Linked DNA regions of Zea mays: region 2 is linked to region 1. A link is a contact called in public Hi-C data. All regions are on one chromosome and are shown on one strand. Each heading gives the region's core, a stretch centred on a gene start, on an enhancer-like site or on the middle of the called end of the contact. The rest is flanking DNA. Distances are from core to core; before and after follow the strand shown. Region 1 holds the start of LOC100272429. Region 2 holds the start of LOC100193565 (Vesicle-fusing ATPase).

The links. A called contact is a pair of places that touch in the nucleus more often than the background predicts.
Region 2: a Hi-C map of leaf shows a contact between it and region 1, with 7 times the contacts expected there. The contact joins the promoter of LOC100193565 here to the promoter of LOC100272429 in region 1. A contact is called at or near these places in 4 of 25 Hi-C or Micro-C datasets (ear and leaf) and 2 of 3 datasets of contacts at active chromatin or transcription factors (leaf and seedling).

Annotation. Positions count from the first base shown.
Region 1 is chr4:153,140,432-153,147,440 of Zm-B73-REFERENCE-NAM-5.0, reverse strand. It overlaps LOC100272429, which reads right to left and starts at 2,509. Exons shown (of 3, transcript NM_001146904.1): 1 at 2,171-2,509; 2 at 1,868-1,997; 3 at 192-1,227. The coding sequence starts at 2,306. The coding sequence ends at 558.
Region 2 is chr4:153,474,109-153,480,682 of Zm-B73-REFERENCE-NAM-5.0, reverse strand. It overlaps LOC100193565 (Vesicle-fusing ATPase), which reads right to left and starts at 4,662. Exons shown (of 21, transcript NM_001358831.1): 1 at 4,394-4,662; 2 at 3,664-3,759; 3 at 3,495-3,579; 4 at 3,357-3,407; 5 at 3,004-3,174; 6 at 2,737-2,891; 7 at 2,553-2,661; 8 at 1,887-1,986; 9 at 1,741-1,796; 10 at 956-1,021; 11 at 795-877; 12 at 98-231. The coding sequence starts at 4,569.

The DNA of each region.
Region 1 (7,009 bases), core at 1,260-3,759:
TAAATTATGAGTTTCCGTTAGTATTTCCGTTTCCGTTCGTTTTCGCAATTCCGTTTATCTCACTCCTGTTTCCGTTCCCGACTATTCCGGACCCGATCCCGTTTCCGATAGTAAAATGCGGATATGGAAACGGGAGAGGGTTTTTTCGTCCGTTTTCATCCCTATTCATAGCAGATAGATGGAATGGCCCGCTCTAAAAACCAGGTCAAATATGTTTCCAGTGCGAAAAAGCAGTCCCAGAATCTAACCGAAGATTGAAGAACATCTCGTGATGTATTAGAGCATCTCCAATGAACAGAGAATCCTCATACAGGCAATAATACACCATGATGTCCTACCAAAACCAACCCTGGATAATAACAAGCTAAACCACGCACTTGCTGGCCTAACCCAAAAAATTGCTGATATGCCAGTGCAGTCACACGCATATCTATATACATCCATGCGCGCATTTCGAGGCGTATAGCTAAGCCGTAGAGGCATGGCCAGTTGGCTACTGCCGCTTGCCGTACCCGTACGTATGTGTACCGTGTACGTACGTGGTGCTGGCTACGTCTTCACTTGAAAGCCGAGTCCAGGGACGCCTCAGCGAGCACGTCGAGCGGCGGGAACAGCGAGAAGCCGCCGTGCCGGCCATGGAACAATCCCAGCTCTTCGCCCGCGAAGTCGAGGAACATCTGGTACTTCGCCTCCAGCGCCTCCGCCACCTCCGTCTCGTTGTCGTTGGACGCCGCCGAGGAGTCGTCCCTGAGGCCGAGCAGCAGCGCCCGCGGCTCCTGCTTGATCGCCGTGTCCTTCCTCTTGACGACGGGCGCCGGAAGCGCGGGCACCGCTGGCGTCGTGTCCGTCTTGCGGCGGAAGGAGTCCCCGATGTCCGAGCTCCACAGGCGCAGGAAGATGTCCGCGGGGTTGGAGGCCTTGTTGTCGGCCGCGCCAGCGACGGTGGTGGAGGACGAGGAGGCTGCAGACGTGGTGGTGGTGGCTGTGGTGGTCGCGGTGGTGCCGGAGGAGGCGGCGGTGGCGGCGAGGAGGGAGAGGCGCGCCTCGGCCTCGAGCCTGGCCGTCTCCCACTGCGCCATGTGGCGCGCGGCGGGGCAGCCGGCGGCCGGGCCGGGCGGGGGCTCGTCGAGGCCCATCCGGCGCAGCTGCTTCTTGAGGTGCGTGTTCCAGTAGTTCTTGATCTCGTTGTCCGTCCGGCCTGGGAGCTGCGCCGCGATCATGGACCACCTTGAGGTACCAGGATCAACACCAGATAAAAAAAACCGTCAACGTATGCCGTTCGTTCTCGAGAGAATGCAACAATATTATTTATGACAATCAAACTGTCCAAGTTTATAGTAATTAGCACCAGCGTGTGTATACCTAATTTAATGACACTTCTTTTTGTACTGAAAATGTTTGTATTTTTTTATATAAATTTAGTTGAAGTTTAGACCGTTTGACTCTTCAAGCAGCGAGAATAGTTTGCAAACTTTTTTTCCGGAGAGGGAGAGAGTTGTCCTGCCAATAGCAATCAGCCAATCACCAATTGCCGTGGCAGAAATATGAGCAGACAGGGCTCTAGTAAATAGGAGTACTACGTCTACGAGAGCGAGGCAATAGCAATACACATCCGGCATGCTGAAGGCGCCAGGTTTTGGACGCGATGCCTTGGACGGAGGTGGCATCATTCAATGCGACGCGATGCTTTGCGACAGTGAGGCGCTGCGCCGAGCAGTACACCGGCAGTGCGAGCTCTCTAAGCTATGATGAGTGAGTGAGATGAGAGCATGACGAGAGAGGAAACGTGCTGCTCTCTGCCGGTGCCACAGATCGAATGGGACGGGCAGGCAGTTGCTACCTCGGCTCGGCAAAAAAGTTTTCTTACTTGTTGCCGACGATGGCGTGGAGCTGGACGATGGACTTCTCCTCCTCGGCTGTGAAGGGCCCGCGCTTGATGTCCGGCCGGAGGTAGTTGGTCCACCGCAGTCGGCAGCTCTTGCCGCACCGGTTCAGCCCTGCATGCCATTGCCATCCCAGAAATAGAGTAAGCATCGTTCACTCCGGCGAGGAATTTGGTCGGCATTTTAGGCCAGTGCGAGTGCGACACCAATGGTCGGGCAGAACTAAGCTAAGACGACGACGGTGGAAACCGCGAAGAGAAGGGACTAATAAAGAGAGGAATTCTGACCTGCGAGCTTGGGGAGCAGGCGCCAGCTGCCATGGCCGTTGGTCTGGATGTAGTCGACGAGGAGCTTGTCCTCCTCCGGCGTCCAGGGCCCCTTCTTGAGGCCCTTGTTCTTGTCGCAGCAGGGTGCCCTTCCCATCGGCTCGGCCGCCGCCCGCCGAACCGCTCTCGATCGCGCTGCCGCCTCGCTCTTCGGCTCTTCCCAACCCCCACAGCACAAACGCGCGTGCGCGCTCTGAAACTAACGCGTCGCGACGACACCAAGCACCAGAGGTCGCGCGGCGCTCAAAGGCGCTTTTTTTTGTCTTGTGGGTGTGATGTGTGTGGGAGGGAGGATTGGTCGAGGCAGGGGTCAGGGGAAAAGCGGCCGCGGATGACGAGGAGGGTTTTGTTTGCGGCCGAGGAGGATCCCCGGGGTGCGCTATTAATGGCGGAGATTTCCACCTGCTGCCTGCGACAAGACGACGGAGTAGACGGGTGGCGTGGGGGAAGCGGAAGGGAAGGGAAGGGATGGACTGGGAGGGAAGCAGTGCAGAGGCCTCAAGCTCAGCGGTTCTGGTTTTGCGTGTCGAACTCGGACCGTGCGGCCATGGCATTGGCGCCATCCCCATATCATGGGCTGGTTGATTGGATATGGCGCTGCCCGGTGGGCTATAAAAGCAGGTGTTTGGATATTAATGACTAGTAGAAAACTTTAGTTCGTGTCACTTAAATTCTAGTTAGAAGTATTAAATATAGCTTTATTATAAAACTAGTTACACAAAAAAAAACTAAACGACAAAACGAAACCATGAAGCTTAATTAGTCCTACATTAAACATCTCACGTCGTTTAATTATTATTTATGTAATTAGTTTTTTTATAATTAAACTATATTAAACGCTTGTAACTAACATTTAAACATATCATGTTACACAAACTAAATTTTAACTAGGAGGATTGAGACACGAGGGTAGGGATGTCTACATGTCTGATTTATTATTGGTATAAAATGTGGATATCCGTAGTATTATATGTATGTGCTTTTAATTATATTTATTCTATGTCTAAATTTATATTTATGTAATTATGGATGTCTACATGTCTGATTTATCATGGGTCCATTTCTTTTCATGTTGCCTTTGCCTAGTAATGCAGTTTGTGTACTGGGCAAAAGCACACAACGCTTGGTTTAGCTCCTTGGCTTTGGACTACCCAAATAAATACCCTAAGTCACATTATCTCATTACGCGTTAATTGATGAAGGTATATCTCATATTATTTCGACACTTTGACAACTATCTTATACAGAGGAAACCATAGGCCGACCTTGAAGAAACTTCAGAAGATTAAAACCTCATTTTTTTTTCTGTGGCTGAGGAACAGTGTCCTCTTCACCAAGCCTGATGCTTTCACTAACTCCAAAGTACCCATATTTCTTCATCACTTCTACGTGCCCCTTCTTCATCATCGACTTTTCGAAGCTCACATGGCTCGGCTTCGTCGAGCGAATGTCGGTATCATCCTCTTAAACTTCAAGTTCTTTGCCACTTTCTTCATCTGACTCATCTTCGTCAAGATCAACTACAATATATTCAACATTTCCTTCTTTGACCTGGGTTATCGCTTTGGCTCCAGTAGCTAGGGTGCTGTCCAGCAGTCATTTTGATTACCGCCATTTGCAAGCGTACCAAGATCAAACTTCCTAAGCTCACGAAAATCAATAAAGCGAATAAGTTTCGGAGGCAAAAAAAATGGTGGTAGCAACAACAGAAAATGTGGGGCCTAACCCATGCGGGTGAGCTCTGTTATTATAGTTAAAAAAAACACAAGAGTCGAGGAGTCAACTGGTGCTCACTCGCTGTCGGTGGACTACCAATGCTGATTTCCGCCACTCACGCTACAAAGCATATTTGAGAATATCTGTTTTTGACAACGCTCTCGTGGAAGGTGTTTTTCAGACCTTTGGCACAAGATATTCTTCGTTTAATGCGTGATCTGAGTCCATTATATAAAATGAATTAATTCTGCAAGGGGCTACTTTTGGGAGAGTGCCTCTGGCCGAAGGTCCTCAAGCTAACGAGTTCCAATTATTTCTAAGTCTGTTACAGGACGAATAATATGAGCTTCGGATGGGGGACACCTTTGTGGTGTTAAGAACAAGGTGATAACACCGTCAGCATGAAGCAGCTGAAGCAAGTAACAAGAAGACAAAGGAAGGCTCAAGCGGCGTGCGCAACACGTCTTTAAGAAGAAAATATTATACTACACTCGACTAGATTTGTAGATCATATGTATAGGATTTAAGTATATAAATATAATTTTATACGAAGTTTTACGTTGCTCCATCACTATTAATAGCGGTACAATGTCCATGCATTGCGGACCTTTTTCATCGTTCGCATATGCACCCACCCTCGGATCGCTCAATATCCGAAGTTGAAAGGCATAAACGTCTTCAGGCCATCTTCGAGCATTCCAAAGGTAGCCTTGTAATCTTATGAAACTAAAATAAAGAAAATAAAAAGGTAAAGCTTATGTCTTATGATCCATATACTCTCATACCTTCATGTTTTACCTTAATAAACATTCTTATTCATTCTAACCTTCTCCCCTTGATCTACTTCTTCACAATGTGTAAATCGAGGGAAAGAACTATGTTATTTTAATTGGGTTGTACTGTTTTGGTTCTCTACATGAATCTAAACATGTTCCCAACCAATACTTGTAATAAAAACTGGTAATGTTATAACAATTATTTTTATATAAATACTTGTAATAATTAATACAAGTATTCATGAATAATTATTTAACTTGAGTAAAATCATCATTTCATATGAAAGTTAATATTACTTGAGGCCAGAACTAATGGTAGTGCCATATAAAAAACAAAATTTACATCCAGTGTTAAAATAAGAAATTTATATTTTGAGGATCAAGAAATGAACCAAAAAAATAGTAGTAAATAAGAAATTGTCTCTTGTTTGATTGGAGAGATAGAATCGTCCATGCTTTTATGTTTTCGTTTGAAGAATTAGAAAAGATAGGATAGAGGACTGTTTTGCATCCCTTAACAACCGTCAAGGCGTTCAGGGAGTCCATGGGTGTGATAATGGATCACCGTTTCACCAACCAAATATTTTTTTTCACGACTCGTTTGAGTCATTAATTTATTTTAGTTCAAAAATAAATATAAATAAAGTCTGATCTTAATATGGTCCGATTCTTAAATTTTAAAGTATAAAATTTAAATCTATTGTCATTATACTTTTTTCTTCTTTCATTTCTCAAAGTTGAGGTCGTGTCTAGGGCTGGAAACGAGCCAAGCTCGATTCGACTCTAGCTTCCCAACTGAGAGATTAGACTATAGTTTGGCTCGTTCAGTAGTTTTATTTAAGCTCACGAGCTTTACCGACACTAAACAAGCTTGAGCAGGCTTGCAAGCATCTAGCTTTTTTTTCACTTTGTCCAATCGTCCATCCATAGCTCGGTCCAACCGTCCTTCAACACCAGCAGGGGGTCCAATTGCCTCGTACGGCCACCCCTCCCTGGTCGGCGCAGTAGCCCCACCCGACTGCCCCTGGGAGACGGCCGGGGTTGCCACTTGCTTGGCCCGGCGGCGCAGCTGTGTCTTAGCCTCTATGGGGCGCAGCCATCTGTAGGGCATGGGCTCCGCGGCGGTGCGACTAGCCTGGGGGGAGGCCGGGAGCTCCCTGACAACACCGATCGGCCCGTACTCGACTTGCGGCATTCATTCACGGGGGCGTGATTGAACCAGCATCTCGAGGAAGAAGCTGCAAGAAATGGTGATGCCACGGAAGGGGACGACGTGGTACTTGAGTAGCATACATTTAGAGCTTCCATCCATCGGAACTGAGTACTAAATTAATTTTATTATATATTCTTAGAGCGAGCTTGTCATATTTTGCCTACACAACCAACTCGAGAAGATTAATTCAACGTAAAAGTCCAAAATCTTTAGGATGACGTACGTTGTATTGGAGCACACGACATCTAGAGCTAGATCGTCCAGCTACCCTAAACAGGAGAGCGTAGTGAGTATATCACACTTATATGGTGAAGAATATAAAGGTTCATGACCAAACTATCAAAGGATAACTAGTCACTTTAGAACGATTAGTTTCTTGCAAATTAACCGTCGAAACTCTCGCACGGAAGGGACCCCCGCCGGGGCAAGGATATTGTTAGGTTTCTCGAGGTCGTAGGTCCGGAAGCCTAGAGTATCTTTCTTGGTCATTAGATCAAGTGATAAATAGGTTGTTTACTTCAGATTAAAGTTAATTGTTCGTACTGTTGTAGATGCAATTTATTGAGACAAAACACTATAAAAACATAAAAACAGTAGAAATCTTTTCGGGTTAAAGCCAATTGAACAGCATGCAATAGCAATGTGCGGTTGAGACGTAGACAGTACATAGATTTTTGTTCGATTGGATGTTGAATACGTATCTAAAGAGAGTGGTCTCTTAGTAGAAAACAACTTAATGTTTCTCATGTCAGAAGCCAATTTGAAAAATAGAACGGTTTGGAATCTAGGCAAAGTAGTAGTCATGTCGGACCTCTTAACGTTGGCTAGCTTTATACGCCTGGCCTGGTCGACAAGACACTTTTGAGTGTCAACTCAACAAAGGGTGTAACTCAAGGAAGTCAACTAGAAGCCCTCTCGTTTGACTTATTATACATAAACATAAACTAATAAAAACAATGTGGACCCTGAGTTGGCATAGGAATAGGAATAGCATATGATCGCCGCAGGAACAGTGATGAATTGAGCTGGGGGTACCGGCCGGCAGCACTGATCGACGGCGCCGCCGAGGCTGAGGGAGTGCGACGAGGAGGGAGA
Region 2 (6,574 bases), core at 3,413-5,912, 330 kb before region 1:
TAGTTAGGGGTCCATGCTATGAAAAATAATGGAAACCTTTGCTATAAATGCAATGCCTGAAAGTATATCAATTTGCCAAAAAAAAAGAGAGGCAGACCTAGCTCCTGAAGATTAATATCTGGAGACAGGAAAGAATTCTCCTTCATCTTATTTGTATGAATTTGAAGGATTTGCAAACGACCATTTTCATCAGGCAGGTTTATCTCAATGTGTACTTCCAATCGTCCAGGTCTGCAACAGATTACCAAAGGACAATGAACTTATGCAAATAGAAAACAAAAGAATTGTAGTCAGGTGCAAAATTCCAAAATCAATTTACATCAACCTCTTTGAATTGTCACACCTGAGCGATTAAAACTAGTTTGATTTCATTAATAGACAGATTTAATATATCTATGTCTCATTAGCCAACTCCATCTTTTCAATATGACACATTTCAGGATATTGGGCCAGTTTGGATAGAAATGTTCTTTTTTGGAGATTTGTAAAAGTATTAGGGTTTTGCAAATATAGTATTGGAAAGCTAAAAGGTGTGTACATGCAAAAAAACATGTAGTTTTGAAAACCATAGAACTCCTTGTCCTTGCTAAAACTGCAGTACCTTGGTGTTTTTGAAACACCACTCAGGACGTCTTTTATCAAAACAGTGATTTGAACACCTCTGGTTTGTAAAATTATGGTTTCTTCGTAGTTCATACCGCATTTTTCAGCACCGCCCACAGAGACCCTTAGTCACTAAACTGCTGACGTCACCAGATAACTAGCAAAATGAACCGAAGAGAAACAGAACTTACCTCAATAAAGCTTCATCAAGCAAATCTTTACGATTCGTCATTCCAATAAGCAATACATTATTCAACGCCTCAACACCATCTATCTAAAGGGTAAATAATGATCAGAACTCAGTGCCATATAAATGCATACAAAAAATAGAACAGATTCTACAAGAACACACCTTTGTAAGCAGCTGGTTTACAATGCTATCATGTACACCTGTACCATCACGGGTAGATCCTCTAGACTGCATTATAAGATTTTCCATTTAGGCTAGCCGGACTATTGTTTTAAATAAAATCCGTAAGTAATCAAATTATACACAGTATAGTGGTGCATGCAATAGACAGTTGCAATTTACAGAAGACCTAGAATAGATGCAGGAGCTTAGCATGGGATTTAAGTATAACTAAAGAAATGTTTAGGGACAGTATATCGTAGATTCATAGGTAATAGGTTTCAGTTTCACGTAAACACAGGTATCCAGAAAAACCAATGCCTTTTAAAACTAGGTAATTTTGCCAGTGCCTTTCCTATAATACATGATCACCCACTGTAGCAACACATTTAAGAGGATAGTTCATGTAGCAGTTATAACGATTTTTTTTTGAATGAAACAATTCTGGGGGATAAAAAGCACAGTACCCTGGGAGACTGCACTGGAATCTAAACCGGAAAGAACATCATGCACTTATCTAGTGAATTATTGACAGTTATCTTTTATTGTTTTCAAGTCAGACGACTTGTTGGTCGTTCTGGCTTACCCACTTGGACGATTAATTGCGATTGGTCCAAACCGACTTGGATAATTAATCGCGACTAATCACGATTAATCAGGCAACTTGAAAACAGTTCTTTTATCTATCACCTTGTATTTGAGAAATCTGGCATCTTGCTAAAGCTATAGGCAAATGAAAATAGTACAACACACATGATGACATAAGCATAAAGGAAAATTAATTTCACCTTGCAGATGGCATCAATTTCATCGAATATGATAACATGGAGGTCACTCTGATCACCTGTGTCAGAAAGGAGGTAAAAAAATGAAGTGTTTAACAGGTTTCAATCCACAGAAATATGGGAACATTTTACCTCATGAGGGAACATACCTCGTGTTCTCTGCTCATTTTCAGCATCAGCAAACAAATCTCTCACATTCTTCTCAGTTTCTCCAACAAACTTGCTCAGAACTTCAGGTCCATTCACAATCTGAGATTGGAAAAAAGGATGACATGTAAAAGACTAATCTGACAAAAATCTAGCATTATAAGTAGAAGAAGAAGATAATATCTGTGGAATCAATGCACTGCACAGGTTTTACAAACCCTCTTACATCTATTAATTTTGAAGGATGTGCAACATGGCTAACCTACATTTCACCCTGTAGCTAAATTTTCTAGTTCTGCTTCTGCATTATTGTGTCCGTTTTCACAGATCATATAAGTACAGACCACTGGTTAATTGTGCTCCATTCAAGTATATTATCATCAATAGTACACAAAAACTTATCAGCACAATACGGACTACAACTACATTTACAGCTTTTTGTTGAATTAGTATTTACAATAACAACACTGAGAGTACCCAAAAAGTGCTAAGTTTTGATTTACTAACAATACAGCAAACAAGAAACTTCCTCAATCCAACTTTTATCTGATGTTCATATACAGTAAAATGTCCTTCATAATACTTATAAAATGAATGACAACATTCATCACACAAATGGTTAGGTAAATGACAAATTTGTACTCTGTGCTCATTAAGAAAATTCATACCTTGGGATCTTTTCCATTCAGTAACTTTCCAATTTGTCTGGCCATTAGAGTCTTGCCAGTACCAGGAGGTCCATATAGCAATATACCCTTAACATGTTTGATGCCCAACCTATAGTACTAGACCGTTAGCAAAAGATCCTGATTACAACAGTACAAAAAGTAGTTAAGCAGGTACCATACTTACTTACTGACAACATGAGGCGGAAAGACTCTTGAAGCGAATGCCCTACGAAATATGTCAGTGAATTCAGCGCTTAATCCACCTATACCCAATTTTTCCAGGTTAAACTCTTTATGTTTGAAAAGCTTGCTGCTAGCAGCTTCCTTTTGGTTGATCACCTACAGTACAAAAACAGGATATTGGAGTATGTTACAATTTATAAATAATGCTTCTGCCACATTTGCAGTTAAAACGAATGATAATAACAATATAGGGGGCGTTTGAGATTACCTTAATTCCTGAATTAGGAGCAGCCTCAAATATGATGTATGTATCACTGGACAAGAATCCTCTATCCAATGGTGTAGAACTCTCTTGACCCTCTAGCAAAGCTTGATTGACGGTGAATACATAGTTTGTTCCATAAAATTCAAATGGCACCCTTTGCCCTGAGGTCATGACCTGCAACGTGTAAACAACCCCAGGGGACCAACTTATCGGGCACATAAGTACCAATAATAAAACTACAGCCATTGATAATCCAATAATGCACTAGTGGCATCTCATGAATAGCATACACTTTAAAGCTAACCAAGCAAAAAAGGGCCCTACTCAAAGAATTTAAGTAACCGATAGTCTCGTACCTGATTCAGAAACCTCTTACGGAGTTGTTGGGCAAGCACAACAGCATCCAGCTGATAAGCCAAGACAATGAATATCAGATGACACTGATCAATCATCAAGCACTAGTAGGATCTGCATCATAAACAGTCATAGCGTACCTCGTCATTTCGGTTGGCTCTTGCCTTGGCATAATCTAGATCTAAAGTGAGCAAAGCCAACTTGAAATCATCAGGGGGGACAAAACTGGACAAAAATATATATATTGCAAATAATAAGGCAACACAGCATCATAAGGATATTCATTCAGTGGACAGTTAAACTTCCAACCTGCTAACAGTAACAGAATCCCCAGCTGAAACCTTTGCCTGCCGACGCTGAATAGCATTCAAGGCAATGCGTCCACTTGCAACAGCATTGTGGTCAGTGGATATACGTTAAGGATCAAACGTAAGAGAAAGGTTAAAAAAACTTAGGAAAGACAATACATGATATTATCAAATCTGCATAGGATTCAGCTGTTCACAAAGTTGAAACAATGTTATGTTATTTTAAAACAACTAGATTTCTAGGCCACTACCCAACGGTCACAATGTGGTGAACCCAGTTCAAAGATCTACGACTGAGCACAACATTAGAATGATAATAGCAGTATAACACTAACATGCAAATACAATAAGGAAACAGATCATTATTCAATTATACACTCATAAAAGAATGATGGTGCATTTCGAAGTTAATTCATCATTCAAGGCTTTTACACTGCAACTAAATGTCATAAAACAGATCAAACGGTTCCAGTTAACAATTACAATGCTTGCTGAGACAAATTCCACAAGGACCAAAATTTCAGTGCAATCGAATTTCCAGGTTATCACCACAAGATCGCCAAAGCTCAAATATAGTACCAGAATCAAAACATCAACGCGCGGAATTCCGTAGACCCAGGATTCAAACTGAAGCTACACCAGATCAAAGCGCCAGGCAAGCTCTCGTGCGACAGAGATCTCAGAATAAACTGTGCAGACGAGGGACTACGAGACCGTCTACAAAAGGATATCGTAGGGTGAAGACCCAGGCGTCAGCGACGAGGGCGAGCCCGTTGGGGAAGCGGCGGAGGTCAGCGGGAGAGACGTATGCGCAGTTGGTAAGGGCCAGCTCCTGGTTCGGCGTGCTGACTACCTCCATGGACGCGCCCCCGTCCCCGCCCTGATCCTGGTGATACCTTCCCGCCATGGCCGCGGCGCCGCTGCGGTGGTGAGATCTCGCTCGCAGGAGGAGATCGTAGCGGTGCGTGTGATGTCCCGCAGCTCTGATGCCTGAAGGTCGAGCACCGCCGCTGCTGGCGCCGGATCGGCCGTGCCTACCTGACCGATACGATGGGTGACAGCGTGTAGCATTAATGGGCTTTTATTTGGGCTGGACTTGAAGTATCTGCGCATCATTGTTTGGACTACAGTTGCACGTCATGGGCCAAGGCAACAGGAAGATAAAGATTGGAACAACGTGGTGTATCGGTCCTTCGGTTTTCTGGTGTCCAGCAACCGATCAAAACACCGTTTGAAGCACCAAAAATGGTGGACGGGCCGGACGATCCACCCTCCCACGATTAGATTAGTTTAGGCCATTATTCTTATCTCGTGTGTGACACGTAAAAGTTATTGGCTATCGCTTAGAAATATGTCTAGACCTCATCCTCTATAAATATAATGGGGTACGGCCGATTGAGAACCACCGAACACATTCTAATCGAACCAATTACTTTCTTTATCATTTCTGCTCTAGGAGTAGATGTAGCGTAGTTCTAATTGTAACCTTTCGCACATTCACCTTCACCCCCTATTCGACTCTACGTCGTCTAGATCCGTCTTGGGTGGTCTGGCGACCCCATGACGACCCTAGGATCTTACGCCTTCCTGGGGCAAGATCTAGTTGTCCACCTATGGTCTCTTCCTCGAATTGATCTCTTAATTCCTATGCGACTACACGTCGTCTAGGGACGTCCCGGGTGAGCTGTCGACCAGGGCGCCCTAAAATCTCTTCCCCCAGGGGGCGAGATCTAGGTTCCAGCGAGGAGGAGGAAGACCCTACACCATAGCGGACCGTCCGGGCCTGTGCGCGGACCGTCCGATGCAAAGCAAGGAAGACGTTGCTCCTGCGCTCAGGTCACGGACCGTCCGCGCCGCCACAGTGGGCACCGCCAGGTGGTACACCCTGAGTGATTGGCGCTGCCCAGATCGAGGGCCAACATACTTTTTGGCGACTCCACTGGGGACGAGGTTGCAGATCTACAAAATCAGGTTTATATGTGAAAGTCGCATAGAGGGGGTGAATAGGCAAATCTGAAATTTATAAAGTTTAAGCACAACTACAAGCCGGGGTTAGCGTTAGAAATAAAAGCGAGTCCGAAAGAGAGGGTGAAAACAAATCACAAGCAAATGAAGAGTGTGACACGATGATTTGTTTTACCGAGGTTCGGTTCTTGCAAACCTACTCCTCGTTGAGGTGGTCACAAAGACCGGGTCTCTTTCAACCCTTTTCCTCTCTCAAACGGTCACCTAGACCGAGTGAGCTTTTCTCCTCAATCAATTGGGACACTTAGTCCCCACAAGTACCACCACACAATTGGTGTCTCTTACTTTGATTACAAAGATCTTGGGAACAAGAAATGGGAAGAAAAAAGCGATCCAAGCGCAAGAGCTCAAAAGAATACGGCAAAACTCTCTCTTCTAGTCACTATTGCTTTGAGTGGAATTGGGACTTGGAGAGATTTTGATTCACTCTAATTGTGTCTTGTATTGAATGCACTAGCTCTTGTATTGAATGTGTTGGCTGAAAAACTTGGATGCCTTGAAGTGTGGTGGTTGGGGGTATTTATAGCCCCAACCACCAAAGTGGTCGTTGGTGCGCCACCGGACACTGTCCGGTGCGCCAGCCACGTCACCCAACCGTTAGGGTTCGACCATTGGAGCTCTGACAAGTGGGGCCACTGGACAGTCCAGTGGTGCACCGGACAGTCACTGTTCACTGTCTGGTGCGCCTTCTGCGCCTGCTCTGACTCTGCCCGCGCTGTCCGCGCACTGTTCACGCATTGTTCACTTTTGCAGACGACCGTTGGCGCTGTTAGCCGTTGCTCTGCTTGGCACACCGGACAGTCCGGTGCTACACCGGACAGTCCGATGAATTATAGCGGAGTGGCTCCCCAAATTCCCGAAGCTAGCGAGTTGGAGTTGATCCACCC